Linked DNA regions of Mus musculus: region 2 is linked to region 1. A link is a contact called in public capture Hi-C data. All regions are on one chromosome and are shown on one strand. The core of a region is the stretch at or near the end of the contact, and the rest is flanking DNA. Distances in the headings are between cores, read along the strand shown. Region 1 has its middle 24 kb from the start of Gm32590. Region 2 has its middle 220 kb from the start of Mir21c.

Evidence for each region. Capture Hi-C pulls out chosen DNA fragments and counts their contacts.
Region 2: a contact with region 1 is called in a capture Hi-C map of bone marrow-derived macrophages, with 3 times the contacts expected there. The contact joins two enhancer-like sites. A contact is called at or near these places in 1 of 484 Hi-C or Micro-C datasets (bone marrow-derived macrophages), 1 of 115 datasets of contacts at active chromatin or transcription factors (bone marrow-derived dendritic cells) and 1 of 9 other capture datasets (bone marrow-derived macrophages).

The regions. Positions count from the first base shown.
Region 1 is chr8:127,826,097-127,833,295 of GRCm38.p6, forward strand. No RefSeq gene overlaps it. Among named protein-coding and RNA genes, the nearest start is that of Gm32590, 24 kb to the left of the region's middle. Within about 2 kb of position 3,440, at least 19 of the 459 cell types and tissues checked have an H3K27ac peak or open chromatin away from gene starts, as enhancers often do. A contact at or near this core is called in bone marrow-derived macrophages, where this site is marked.
Region 2 is chr8:128,055,425-128,062,623 of GRCm38.p6, forward strand. No RefSeq gene overlaps it. Among named protein-coding and RNA genes, the nearest start is that of Mir21c, 220 kb to the right of the region's middle. Within about 2 kb of position 4,632, at least 8 of the 459 cell types and tissues checked have an H3K27ac peak or open chromatin away from gene starts, as enhancers often do. A contact at or near this core is called in bone marrow-derived macrophages, where this site is marked.

The DNA.
Region 1 (7,199 bases), core at 2,190-4,689:
AGTCAAACCCACACAACAAAATTGAAAGAGATATTAATTCCATTCTTCCATGCTGAGGGATGGTGGTAGGAAAGAAGTAGGAGTTTTGCTTTGTAATCAAGCTATGAGGTTTCTATAAAAAGAGGAAACTTGATGTGCATATTTAAAAAAAAAAGTCACTGCAGTTCATAAGACAGAATAAGCTTGAACTTGAGCCCAGGTGTTTCAGACAGTGTGACTGCATGGTGTAGCCCCATGCACAGTTCAAAGTACATCTGTCTTGTGTTCAGACCAAGGCTACAGGAGACTTATTCAAGACAGCGTGGATGATCACTGCCCAGAGCACCTTGGGTTCATTGTGTCTTTGATTTTTTTAAAACACATTTGCAGTCAATGTACCAAATATCTCACCTTACCCATATTCAGTCACTCAGCCACCTGTGGGGTCACACCCCAGCATTTAGGAAGCTGGGCCTTAGACCACTGGGAACTATTTGTGAAGTAGCTGGAATCTTACCTCTCTTTCCTTCTACCCATTATAATTTTGCTTTTTAAATTATGCACAAATATTGATTTGATGAAAAAAGACCACATAGCACTGTACTATGCACTAGGCACTTTTTAATAACTTTACCTGAATTATTGCTCTTAATTTCCACATAATTATTGCATAAAGCAAGCTACCTTGCTTTCTGCATTGAAAGCTCTGAGGCAGCAGTCTTGGGGAAATATGGACGGCAGATGTTAAGGAGCTTGCTCAAGGTTGGCTATGGACCCACAAAGCTGATTCCAAAGGCTTTGCTCTTAATGACTCCAGTTATCGACTTTCATCGTATTTATGTATGAGTTAAGGTAGCTTGGAGCTATATGCTTTGGTACATCAATGTTGCATGAAGGCAAAGGCCTAGCAGATGCAATCAAATTGTTTAAGAAACTTAAGGCCTGAACTGATGAGAAACTAGGCACAGATAACAGAGCAGACCAGTGCAAATTACCCCAGGTTCAGCAGTCCCCTTGCCACCCCTTGACTAAAATGAGGTGGTATTGTAAATCCACGAGCCAACCTTGGAGACAAGGAATGGCTGTCAGACAGAGTGTACTAGCCATGAGCACCTTGTGATTCTGGTATCTAAACTCCTAAGTGAAGGCAGGAAAAATTTGCAACATCTTTCAGGACCATGAACACCACTTAGAAGTCACTGCATGTCTCTGAATGATTTTGAGTAAGTTAACATTAAAATGGATATACACTGTACTACTATTTCTAATTGTACATTGAGGCAGAATAGATTTACAGTGTGCTACTGATTCTAACTGTATAAGGAGGCAGACTCAAAAGTAGTGTGCAATTGTTCACTTGTTTGCATAGATGGTGCCTATTTTGCAGGTGATTTTTAATAATGCTGTTTTTTTTTCTTTCTCACCTCTGTGTAGTTTGACTTTAGGAATAAAAACACAATGAATAATATTGCCTCGATGTTGCAAGCTCCAGTTATCTCTCTAGGACCAGTTCTTATTTTGCTGCCGATTGTTTCAGGCTGAAAGTCTATACACCGTATAAACATGCCTTGCTGCAAGATGAGGAACGGTTCTATTCTCGGTCTCTGCATTTGGGGTCCTCCCTTCTGTGTTCTCCGTAAGATGGAAATTTAAGCAGCTGGCGTCACGTTGTAGAAATCAGATTATAAAACTTTATAGACTGTTGGTGCCTTTTACTCTATAAAAATCAGTTCTCATGCCAGGCTCAGATTTGGCATCAGCAAGGAGAAGGCTAAAACCCAGTACCGGGGGAGCCCTTCTGACATCTTAACCACAGGCTCATGTCAACTGAAACCTTATTAGAAGTGGCCACAAGTAGTCTGGTTTCCATACCTGCCAACATTCTCCTCCAGCCAGCCCTTAACCACTTTCATAATTCACTTAAAACTACCCGGTCCTTGTAAGTCAATGAGATTAAGCAGTGTCAGCTGCTGGCTTCCAGCAGCTTCTCAGACGCTGTATTAATATCTGTGTTCTCACCTCTTTCCCCCCGAAGGCAGGAGCTTGCATGACTGCAGCCATTAGTTCCATCCAAGATTTCAGTCGAAGGGGAGCCATGGGCAGATGATGTGGAAGACAGATGTTTCTGTAGCCATATCCATACACTTTAGGATGTATCAAACACGCGAAGGAAGAGTTATTGTTTTATCTGTGCATACATTCAGAATTTGGGCTTAGTTTGAAGGGCGAGGCGCAGAGAAGCTGCTTGCCCATGGAGAACAGAATATTTTTTTTTCTTATCTCTGTGCTTGTCCCTGTTTCTGCTTATTGCTCCATTTTTCTCTCCCTCTTATGAGAAAAATAGCTCAAACCCGAGATGTTTTCACTGCCTTGGCTTTTCTCCTTAGTATAGATGGCTGAGCTACGAGCTACCAGCTATTTTAAGTTGCTTCGGTTTTGATCAGCATTGCCTTACTTAGTTCCCCAGCATTGGTACAAATACCTGAGACAATGAACTCAAAAAGAGAAAAGGTTTATTTTGACTCAAGGTTTTATCTGGCCTAGCTCATGAACAATTGACCCTGTTGCTTTTGGGGTTGTAGTGAGAAACTCATCAAGGTGGGATTGTGCTACTGAATAGCACCCCTTATCTGATGATCAGGAAGCAAAAGAGTGAAACAGATAAGGGCTAGAGTCCCATTATTACCCTCTGCACAGCGCGCGCGCGCGCGCACACACACACACACACACACACACGGGGCTAGGGTCCCATCACCTTCTAAACAGCACACACATAACAGGGACTAGGGTCCCATTACCCTCTGCACAGCACACAGACAATAAGAGCAAGGGTCCCATTACCATCTTCACATCACACACACACACACACATACTAATCGAAGGACCTCCTTCTATGCTCTCACTCTTAGAGGTTCCACCAACTTCTAATAGCTCCTCTGGGGGCAGGGTGCATTACACAAGGAACTAAGCAGATGTTTAAGATCCAAACTATAGTAAAGATTTTGGTTTCATGTAAACCCTGTAAACCACACCATTAGGATGGTAACTCAAATCATATGTATGGATTTTTTTCTTTCATAAGGAATCCAATACTTGGGGTCCAAAGACAATTCTCTGTACTCCATAGTATCCCAGGTTGTATTAAACTATCTTTTCTCTAGCAGTAACTTCTACATAGAATCATGGCATGTGCTGGATATTTCTACCTGACAGTATTTATATTCCAATAGAAGGGTAAATGAGCTCCCAGAATCTCGCTCTTTAAATTTGAGGTTCGAATAATTTGTTTTGATAAGGCTCAGAGTGAATCATCCTGACACTCAAACGCTGATGGCTATCACAGTAGCAGTGCTTAGGGGTAGGATCTGTGGAAAACAACCAGATTGCCAGGCTCAGATGTCATTAAGGGAGCAGTCTGTTGATGAGTTCAAAGCTACACAGGGAGGTGGTGGAAACTTAGGGAAGTGGGACCTCATTGGAGGAAGGAGAAGAGTGTTTGAAGGGATTATTTACTTCTGGTGTTTCTCTACTCTTCTCATTCCCTCAGCCTCCTCCTCTTCTATTTCCTTTTCTCTTCCTCTCCCCTCCCCACCTCTATTAATCTCCCACTCCCTTCCTTTCTCTGTCTGTGTAAGGGGACCAGTCTCTACCACTACTCCCTCATCCTTCATGTTCTGCTTGACACCACACCCCAAAACTACTAGGCAACTATGGACTGGAAACTATGAAACTATGAGCTCACATAAACTTCTCTTTCCTTTAGGTTGTTGAGCTGAGGCATTGTGTCACATGATGGAAAGCTGACACAAGATCAATGTGAAAAAACAAATTTGCCACACAGATTTTTGGTTCCTCTCCTCATCTGTAGAACAGAAACCAAGCTCTGGGAAGCCTCACAGACTGTGAGATTATTTCTATAACAGTCCTGTTGGCCAAAGAGAGAGTCTGCTCATTTGTTCTGCAGCATGCTTTATTTTATCCGTGGACCTGGTAAAGATAACCATCCTAGCTATCTCTCACTATTTCTTCCCCTTAGAGTAAGCTTTCTTATTAGTGCAGATAAACTCACTTAAACAGGCTTGGGGAGAAATGTGAGCCACCATCTATCTGTTGGCCTATCACTACCACTAAGTGTTTATATTAAATCTTTCCAATGCCACCAGCTCCTGACTCCCCCTCCTAACCTTCCACTATGCAAATCTTCTTTCTTGTGGCATCCAGGACATTTGGTGTTCTGTACTGGGATATAGTGATTCTCTGATGGCCAGAGGGGAGCTCTGTCATCTGAAAATGAGGGCATAGGATGGAGGAGAGTGTGCCTTAAGGATCTGGATCCAGATCCATCTTCAGAGAGGCCTGCCAAGCCTCAACATTTGTTTTCAAGTGAGAACCACTGAACGTCTTCTTGAACAGAGCATGGGGTCATCTGGGAAGCTGGAGTGTTATGGTTGGAGGGTCCAATGCTGTACCCAGTTTTTCTAAAGCTGTTAAGACTTCTGTTGGTTCAGGGAGAAGATCAGAGTGGACCAGCTGATGATATGCAGCTGTGCAGAGGCCCCCATCTCCTCTCAGATGAGAAATGCCCATCCAAGGGAAACATCAAACCAGCCTAGCTTAACGGGTACAGTGCTTGCCTAGCATGGTAATGACCTGTGCCCCTCCTCCAGGGCCACATAAACCAGTAGGTTGTTCTGGCATGCATGTAATCCCCAAACTGAGGAGGTAGAGTCAGGTACATTGCAGGGTTGCATGACAGTTTAGCCTAATAAAAGGGGGGGGCGGGATAATGGGAAAGGTTTAGCAAACATCAGAAGAGGTGGTCCCTGGCTGTTAAGTCCCTGGGAATCTCTGAATTTCTTTTCCTAATCCTTAGTTCCCACAGCCCTGATGGACCCTATACCTCTCTACCATGCTGTCCCATTTCCCAACAGTGGGGTGTGGTGTAACTCTTCAACACTGCAGCTAAGACCCTTCCTGGTAGAGTTGGTACTTTCTACTCCCAGCTCCTCAGTTCACCATCCTGGTACCTGTCCCCACACTGTTCCTAGCTAGAGTCACCCAGCTGAGTGCAGATTTTCAGTATACTCTTTCTTTCTTCTTTCTTTCTCTCTCTCTCTCTCTCTCTCTCTCTCTCTCTCTCTCTCTCTCTCTCTCTCTCTCTCTCTCTCTCTCTCCTTTCTCTTTCTTTCCTTTTTTCTTTATTTTTGAGACAGGGTTTCTCTGTATAGCCCTGGCTGTCCTGGAACTCACTTTGTAGACCAGGCTGGCCTTGAACTCAGAAATCTGCCTGCCTCTGCCTCCCAAGTGCTGGGATTAAAGGCATGTGCCACCATGCCCGGCTCCAGTATACTCTTTCTTAAGCTTCTGTTCATTGAGAAGCTTGAGAAAACAGTTTTCTTATATAGACTGTGATTCAACGATGCAACAAGCAGTCCCCGAGTGAGCAAGGTCCACAGATCTGCTGGAAAGTCCACAGAGAGGCTTTGCTTAGATGCTCTGTGCTAATATTGCTTCCCAGAAATTTTTCCTGGCTTGACCTCTGCTCCAGTCTCACGCAGCTCAGTGCTCCCTGAATGGAAGCAAACTCTGAGGGCGTTTTCTGTCTTCTCCACTCTCATTCTTGCTAACGCACAAGCAGATCTCTTCTCAGTTCATTTTTTTATTTGTTTGTTTTTAGAGAGACGGGTTTTTAAAACAAATGAAATGCAATAAAAATAACCAAAGTAGAAAAAATAAATTCTAAAAGACTGGTAATATTATTGTCTCTGGTGTTGTTTAAATGTGAATAGTGGTCACCCATGCTTGCTTAAGCTTGGTGTTTTGTTCTGTTTTGTTTTGAAAAGAGAGTTATAGCTATAAACTCTCTGCTTCTCATTTTACCGCCCTTTTCTATTGAGATATAGATGCTATTATGTATCTCTTGAGAACACAGAGAAATGAAAGTAGAGAGTGTGAATCCTGGGGTGGGAGGGCTTAAACAGGGAGGGGAGATGGAGGAGATTATGTGAGGGTGAGGGCTAACCAAAACAAAGGGGTTATTGAAAAAGCATATGGAAAACTACTATCTTGTAACCCAATTACAGTGTGTAATAACTTTTTAAAAGTTTGGAGGGACAAACACTGCATGGTTGGATAATGCTGCTTCTGGCGGTCGGAGTCAACTAAACAGAAATATCAGTTCTGCATGTAGGCATGCTACCCCTTATGCACGATTGGTCAGAGAGGCTCCACCCCAACCCCAAACAATACAAGATCTTGATGGTTCTCTTGGCTGCCTAGCACAATTAGGTGATAAGATCCCACTGTTGAAGATACCTTCTAAGACAGAGATGGTGCCAGCTCATCCCCAGCTGTGAATCCTACTGACTTCAATACCAACCTCTTATGCAAAATGTGCTTACCTGTGGGACAGCAGCAGCACTGTTGTGGGTGTTACAACCTCTCTCAGATTGAATCTGAGGACTACTCAGAACTTATGCTTGATACTGTAACCTGGTCAACAACATACAGCTGCAGAAATCATAGACCATAGGTGGGGATTTGCTGCTGTTGCTTAACTAAAATGGCATAGAGACAAACTGCGTTCTAAATGCCCTTGTCTATGCTACTCTTGGCTTTAATCAGAGAATTTTCTCTTTGCACTCCATGACTGTTCAAGGTGCTGAAACTAAGTGATGGTCACGTGTTCAGCCCTAAACATGATATATACAGCTCCCCTAATGTTTAATGAACATTGTAGAAGAGGGGGTGGGAAGAATGTAAGAACCAGATGATGGGGAGTAGAGCAACAAAATGCCATGTTTGGGTATGATGGAGCTATAGTGATTGTAAACTAACAGCAAATGTTGTTGCCTGGCCCAGGCCTATACAAAACCGGCCTTGTCAACAGTCAGTCTTGATGGCAGCAGGACTCACAGAGTCCCACCTGTCCTGTTAGTTATTGGATACTGACAGAGTCTGGGAGAGGGAACTCATTGGCATCAGTTATGTATCCACTGATGGATTCCCCAGGCTCTGGGGGTGAGGGTGGTTGCAATCCCATAGTCACACATTTGGCCTTGGTGTAAGTCAGTTTGCCATAAAACAAGAGAGCATTGTCTTAGTCAGGGTTTCTATTCCTGCACAAACATCATGACCAAGAAGCAAGTTGAGGAGGAAAGGGTTTATTCGGCTTACACTTCCATGCTGCTGTTTATCACCAAGGAAATAAGGACTGGAAC
Region 2 (7,199 bases), core at 3,382-5,881, 230 kb after region 1:
ACCTTGAACTCCTTATAAGTCAAACCTTTCTCACCAAATCACCCTTTCCTTTGCCCTCATTATTTCTGCTGTCCATCTTTCAAAAAGTCCAACTCCAAACTGCAACTTTCTACTTTGTCTTCATGCCACAGAAGACAAAGAACACAGAGCCTATTTTCTGCAGTTCAGTCATTTCATCCTGAGCTCAGAGGAACTGATTTGCTAAGCTTCCATACACATATATGCTGTGCACTGAGCATACTTCTCCCCAACCCCCTCTTTCTCTTTTTCTAACCCTTCCTTCACTAGTCCTTTTGCTTTCCTAGACAGGGTTACTTCTACTCTAATGTTATATGTGTGCATGTGTGTGTATGTATGTTTGTATGTGTGCATGTGTGTGTAAAGTGTGTGTATGTGTGTGTGTGTGTATGCATATAAGGGGTGTATATGTGTGTAAGGGGTATGCATGCATAAGGTATGTGTGTGTGTGATTTTGTGTATTGATATAAAATCTAGGAGCCACAAGCCAGAGAACATGTAAAATATTTATTTTTCTGAGTCTTGACACCTACATTACTTCCATAACTTAAACTCTTGTGAATAGCATTGAACTAAGAACAGGTGTACAAGTATTTCTGTAGTAATTTGTTTGTCTGTGATTTAATTCCTCCGAATGCATCTTTGGAGAGCTGCCCCAACACTGGCCCCAATCCCTTCTCATGATGCTTCCAGGAAAACCTCTGATGTCCACAGTGTCTGTTCATAGTCTCCAGACAGTCTCTGCCTCACTCTTTCCCTCATACCCCTCCTACCTGCTTCCTTCCTGGAGGAGGCATTGGAGTCAGCTCCCTCTCTGTCTATGGACCTCACTCCATCTCAGCATGTCAGTTCTTCAGTTTCTTGATTCATAATGTTGTTCTCCTTTACTTTTTCTTTCCTTACCTGTCCAGCGCGCAAGCGCGCACGCGCTCCCACACATGCACATGAGAGGAGTAAAGAAAGTGGTGAATGGTTGAAGTGCTGAGTGAATGACAAGAACCCAGACTCGTGGGAACTGACAAATCCTCCCCCTCTGCTCTGTGTTGGAATGTTGGCTACCAGTACAGAAAGCACTGCCCTCAGCTTTCTCCTCTGGGATGTTTATACCTTAAAGCTGCTCTGACACACAGACCTCTCACTAAGACTAACACCTGTTTCCCCTGGAGCTCATACTGAACACACTGAGGCTCCGGATTATTGCACCAGGTTGGTGCTTCTCTGTTAGAGAAAGAACATCACACAGGATCCCAGCTTTTCTGTACATGTATATGTGTGTCTGTCTGTCCTTTTTCATTCTTTTATGTCTTCTGTTGGGGTTTCATGACCAAGCCATGCTGAAGATGGCATGCACCCAGGAACTGAACACTTTTTAGACTCCAAGTGTTTTTATATTTAACTTTTTTTTTGAAACAGGGTCTCTCTCTGTAGCTTATGCTGGCCTCAGACTAATGAACTTCCTGCCTCAGCCTGTCCAGTGCTGCAATTCTATGTCTGTATCGCTACTCCTGGACATTGGCCTTACCTCTTAAAGTTCCTATTATGTGTCAATAGTGCCAAGCAAGAGATCAAAGTGTTAACACGATGGCCTTGGAAGATAATTGAGATCCAAATTACAGATCCATCCCTCTCCTGCATGATTTCAAGAGTCTAACATCACATAGGCTTCTGGTAGAGTCTAGCTCGTAGGCAGAGAAGTCATTCACAATCATACAGCACATGAACCTGTAACACCAGCACAGTCTGCTCAAACGTGAGCAAGAACACCCTTGTCACGCCAGAGACAAGCAGCTGTGCCCATCACCTGTGCATGAGACTGAGGCCAGCCTGGTCCACGGAGCCAGTTCCAGGACAGCCAGGGCTATACAGAGAGACCCTGTGCGGGGGTGTGGGTGGGGGGTGGGTGGATGGGGTGTGGGGGAGGGGGGAGAGCATTTCCTTTGGTGAGTGGAAAAGGGATTGAGCATGAGGAGTCTCGACTGAGCAGAGCAATGGAGCCTGAGAAATAGGCTTGAATAATCTACAGTGCTTTCCAGCAATATACATGATTAAGTTTTCCATGTAAAGTGTGATTCTCTTTTATCTCACAAGTGTCTCCTTAAACAATGTTTTTAATTAGGCCCCTTGTTTTCATTTATTCCTTTATTAGAGAAGCTTCACGCTTAGCCTGACATTCAAATGTTCTCAGAAATAAACAGTTTCCATAAAAGCAAAATTTCTTCATAAGATCATTACTATTATGTTGTGCGGGAAATGGAATGGCACCTCCGGGAATTTAATGCTGTCAAGAGTCTATTTTGAGAATGTGTGACGGTCTCCAGCGAGATCCACACTGCCTCCATTTGATGGTTCTTCTCAAGAGGCAGGGAAGCAAACCCTTGCCGCTGATTAAAACCAAAGGCAATTTCTTATATGAATAAGGAAATTATCTCTTAAAATGGAGCCCCTTTTTAACACTGGAATCCCCAGGCACTTGCTGAACAGACCCTGAGGTAAAATTTCAATATCAGGAAAGAGTACGAGATACCACAAGATGGAAGACGTATCACCCCGCCTCGACGTAGTTTCACTTTTCATTTGTTGTTTTGTTTTGTGTTTTGTTTTGACTCAAGGAAGCAAAAGACTGGGGAGAAAATCTGCTCAAGAGAGAAACCATTTCCACTGTAGAGAACTTCACGGTTCACAAGCAAGAGCCAGACAGGGCAGGGGACCCCTCTGTGACTCATGTGTCATATAACATCTTAGTGTGAATGTAAGCATTTTCCTATGAAAAGGATTGATTTCTGCCCCTGACATGGGACTGTAGTGATTGGGAACAATATATTGATTTTTTTTAATTAAAGCCATCTTCCCGCTCATAATGGAAGGTCCTGCCCTTTGTGAAATTTATATCCATAGTCCTTGGGTGATGTCTGCAATTACAGCTCCCAGTGGCTAACACCACATCTGGGAACAGAGAGGAGTAATAGGAAAGAAGTTACTCTCCCCCTTCTCTTGGTAACTGGCTTTTAGTGTTGGTCAAAGGTGGCTGATGAAAGGCTGGATGGATGTGGAAGTGTCTAGCCGCCCCCTACTCCCCCACCACAGGACCCAGACGGGCAAATTCCCCAGGGCTACCCTGATTCGTGTTCTCAGAATTTCCTTCATCCCTGCCTTGCACTGTGGAGCATCTGGAAGATGGCAATAGAGGCTGTGCTTTTCTGTTTAAGTCACCCTGGCTGTGGAATTCTGTTCTGGGCGCCAGGGATGATGAATACTTTATTATGTTTCTTGGGTATTAGATTTCTTCTCATCAGCAAAGAAAAATCATGTGTGCTTATCTCATGGGTTGTTGCAAAGATAGGCTAAAATAGTGTTTATTAAAATACACGAGAATTTATAAATTCTCCCAAACATAGGATGATATGAGTGGTCCCCTCAGCACAGATCCCAGTTATGTGTGGATCCCTAATGACCTCTCCCAAGTGACAGACATGCCTCCTAGCAGGGTCATATGATAGAAAAATCACCATCTCATGGATGACTGCAGTGGAGGTGTGGTAACACAGGCTGAGGGCTAAGATTGCTCCATAGACAATTATTGCAGTCAGCCCAGAAAGCACTATAGACGAGTGCTCTTACCATCTAAGATAGACAGCTGATAAAAGATTGAAGGGAAAAGGACCACTATGAAGATTCATATTCCAGGAAAGAGGAGAGAGGGTTCCTTAAAAGAGCAAAGGAGAAGGGGCTGGGAGGTGGCTCAATGATAAGTACTTAGCTACGTAAGCAGGAGGACCTGAGTTTGATCCACAGCACCCACATAAAGGACAGCCATTGTGACACATACCTGTAATCCCAGCACTGAGGAGGCAGAGACAGGTGGATCTCTTGTGCTACCTATCTACCCTACCTAATAAAAGCAATAAGTGCCAGACAGACAGGAAACCCTGTCCCAAAACACAAGGTGGAAAATGATTGAGGAAGACACCCAGAACTGACCCCTGACATGCGAATGTCCACTTGCATGTATATGTGGATGTTTGAAGAAAATTAAATTTAAAAAAATAATAAAGAAATACAAAGTAAAGAGCTACAGGCAGTAACCTTCCAAGTCTGGCCAGGTTTCTTTTTCATCTCTGGGTTTAGCATCAATGGGACAGAACCATTGGCTCATGACTTTAGATGAAGACCCCAGTGTTCCCAGGAGGGTGGCTGTGTGCTTACAAGACCTTTACCTTAGCAGAGATACCTGTGAGAATTAAATCTTTGTTAGGTATTCATTCTTTGATGGAGCTGGGCTCGTGGTTTCATTTCTTGGTTTGAGATGAGAGATGAGAGAGACGGCACAGGGTATTTGGGGAAAAGTCATGAGTGAGCTGTGCTGTGGAGAATGGAGAAGTGTGGAGAAGAGAACAAGCTCTGCCCATTCAGGAAGCTCCTGGGAGTGAACGCTGTTCCCCATGCCCTACTCAAGGATTCTCCCAGAGACAGATGAGCCACAGAGGGTGGCGGTGGTCACCCTCAAGACTGAAGTGACAGAGAGGTGATCATCTACCATCTTCATCCCTGCTCCTCCAAGTCTGTTTCCTTCTAGTGTCTAGATTCCCTTTCATCCTCACCCTGCTTCCTCCTCTCCCCATGGCTTCAAAAGCATCCACTTCTGGTTTCTTCCCCTTTTCTATTCCTGAATCTTTGAGTATCTTGCTGACCCAGGACATGTGATTTTTTTTTCCCCTGATGAAAACATCTTGCTTGATTTTACTTACTCAAGTGATTCCATTTCTGCCAGCATCGCATGAGAAGCACCCCACACCAGAAGCCAAAGGTGTCAGTGACTGTCCCAGGGCACAGGTTCACTCTACTATTTTACCCAATGGGGCCTCCCAACTTGGGAAAACTTTCCATCAAGTACACCCCATGAGTCTCCTCTCTACTCTCACAGATGACAGATCTGTCTCCTTTCTCTCTTCATTGTGAACATGCTTCTTGCGGCATTCTTCCCTCCTTTTCAAGGTCACCCCATCACACATATCCCCAAGACACTCTACCATAGCGGTTACTGTCCGCAGCTCTCTTTCCACTGCCAACACTCTCAAAATGCTGAGAATGTATCACCTGGTTTCTCAGCATAGTAAATTCAAGTCATCTGTTCACAATAGCCTGGGGACAATTTGCTGAGCAGTGAAATGTGTCCCCTGTGTGATAGATATATCAAATTTGGGCCATCCTGGAAGGAGGCATGGCTAAGAGGCAGGAAGATGACACCTGGTCAGAACCTCAGAGCAAAAACTTTTCTCTTCTCACATTATGAAGACCTGCTGAAGATGTCACAAATGAACCATGTGATCAATATATCTGCACAATTATTTTATGTGTAAACTGCAGTAAAGATAACTCTAAGCTAGGCATGATGATACACCTGTAATCCTCCTAACATTTTTGGATGTGGAGGAGGTGCACAGATCTGAAGTTCCAAATCAGTCTTTAGCAGCTTGAAGCTTGCCTGAGTTATGTGTTTGCTAGTCTACCTCAAAATGTGGTGAGAACTAATTGACTTCAAAAAGGGTGTTTTGGATGGTGTGATGGTTTGTATATGTTTGACCCAGGGAGTGGCACTATCAGGAGGTGTGGCCTTGTTGGGATAAGTGTTTCACTGTGGGCATAGGCTTAAGACCCTTACCCTAGCTGCCTGGAAGTAATTCTTCTACTAGCAAGCTTCAGGAGAAGATGTAGAACTCTCAGCTATGCCTGCACCATGCATGCCTGCCTAGATGTTGTTATGTTCCCACCTTGATGATAATGGACTGACCCTCTGAACCTGTAACCCAGCCCCAAATGTTGTCCTTTTTAAGACTTACCTTGGTCATGGTGTCTGTTCTCAGCAGTAAAACCCTAACTAAGACAGATGGTTTCTGGTTTAAACTGACAGGCAAGTCTGCTGAGACCTTAATGCTCCCTTGAATAGATCTCACACCAGATAGAGTAGAATGGACTCACAGGAAGCAGGAACTAATGACCCTAACATGTACGAAGAAGGTAATTTATGCTATCCCCTTCTTTCCATGTGCTATTGATCCATACATAAATGCCTAGCTACCCCAGGTTTGATATAATAATAATAGGCAGATGTGGAAAGACTGGCCCATGTTGTAGAATAAAAAGTAACAAATTTTACTTAGAAAATAAAGATTGAATATAACGATTGAATTTAAGTTCTTATCTGATATGTTCAAAAGAAACATGTATTTTTGCAAATAGCTAATGAAGTCCTTCTGTTTACTAAGGGCTAACTGAGAGTGGAATTTGGGGCCATGGGAGCTAAGCAAAAGGCAGATGGGTATATCAGCTGTGGAGAGATGGGGACCACTGCAGAGTGCACATACTTCTGAAGCCTGTCTTTTACTGTCTAGTCCATTCCTGTAACAACAGACAGGGCTAAGTGATCTTTTGATGTTTAATTCAAGCCTGTCGCAGCTAGGATCGTCTGCTTATCTGGAAACGGTACCTGGCAGTGGCTTAAATGAACGAGTCAAGCGACAACTTCACTCAAAGGGGTGACACCTGAGCCAGGAGACAGGAAGTAACTTGGAGTGAGAACTTTGAAGGAGAAAACCCCTTTGATTAGGTTTCCAATTACTGAGGTCACGTCTTCATGAATCCGTGATTCACTCTAACAGACCCCTGGGCATATGAACCAGAAATTGCTACTAGGAGTCAGGTTCTGATAACCTCTGATTATCGGGAAATGCTTTCTCTGTGAATAGTCAGGGGGAAAAAAAGTGAAGAGAGGCTGGGACAGGACTCATTCAGTACGATGCCTGTAGCCCAAGCACAGGGACATGAGCTAGTTCTCAGGACCTGCGTGATAAGGTGGGTGTGGTGATATGAGCTCCTGCTGGGAAAGCAGAGACAGGCAGGTCCTTGGGGCTCACTAGCCTTCATTATGAGCTCCAGGCTAGTGAGCAATTCTGTTTGAAAAGCACGAGAGATAGTTCCTGAGGAATGACAACTGAGGCTGACCTTTTACACACACACACACACACACACACACACACACACACACACACACACACACACACACCCTACACACATATGTGTATATGTGCCCCTGCACACACATCCAAAAATATGAGAACTGAAAGGCAGTGACTGACAGAGGGAGAGGGCTGTGCTAAGAGTTTGTTCCATGAAAGACAACATGA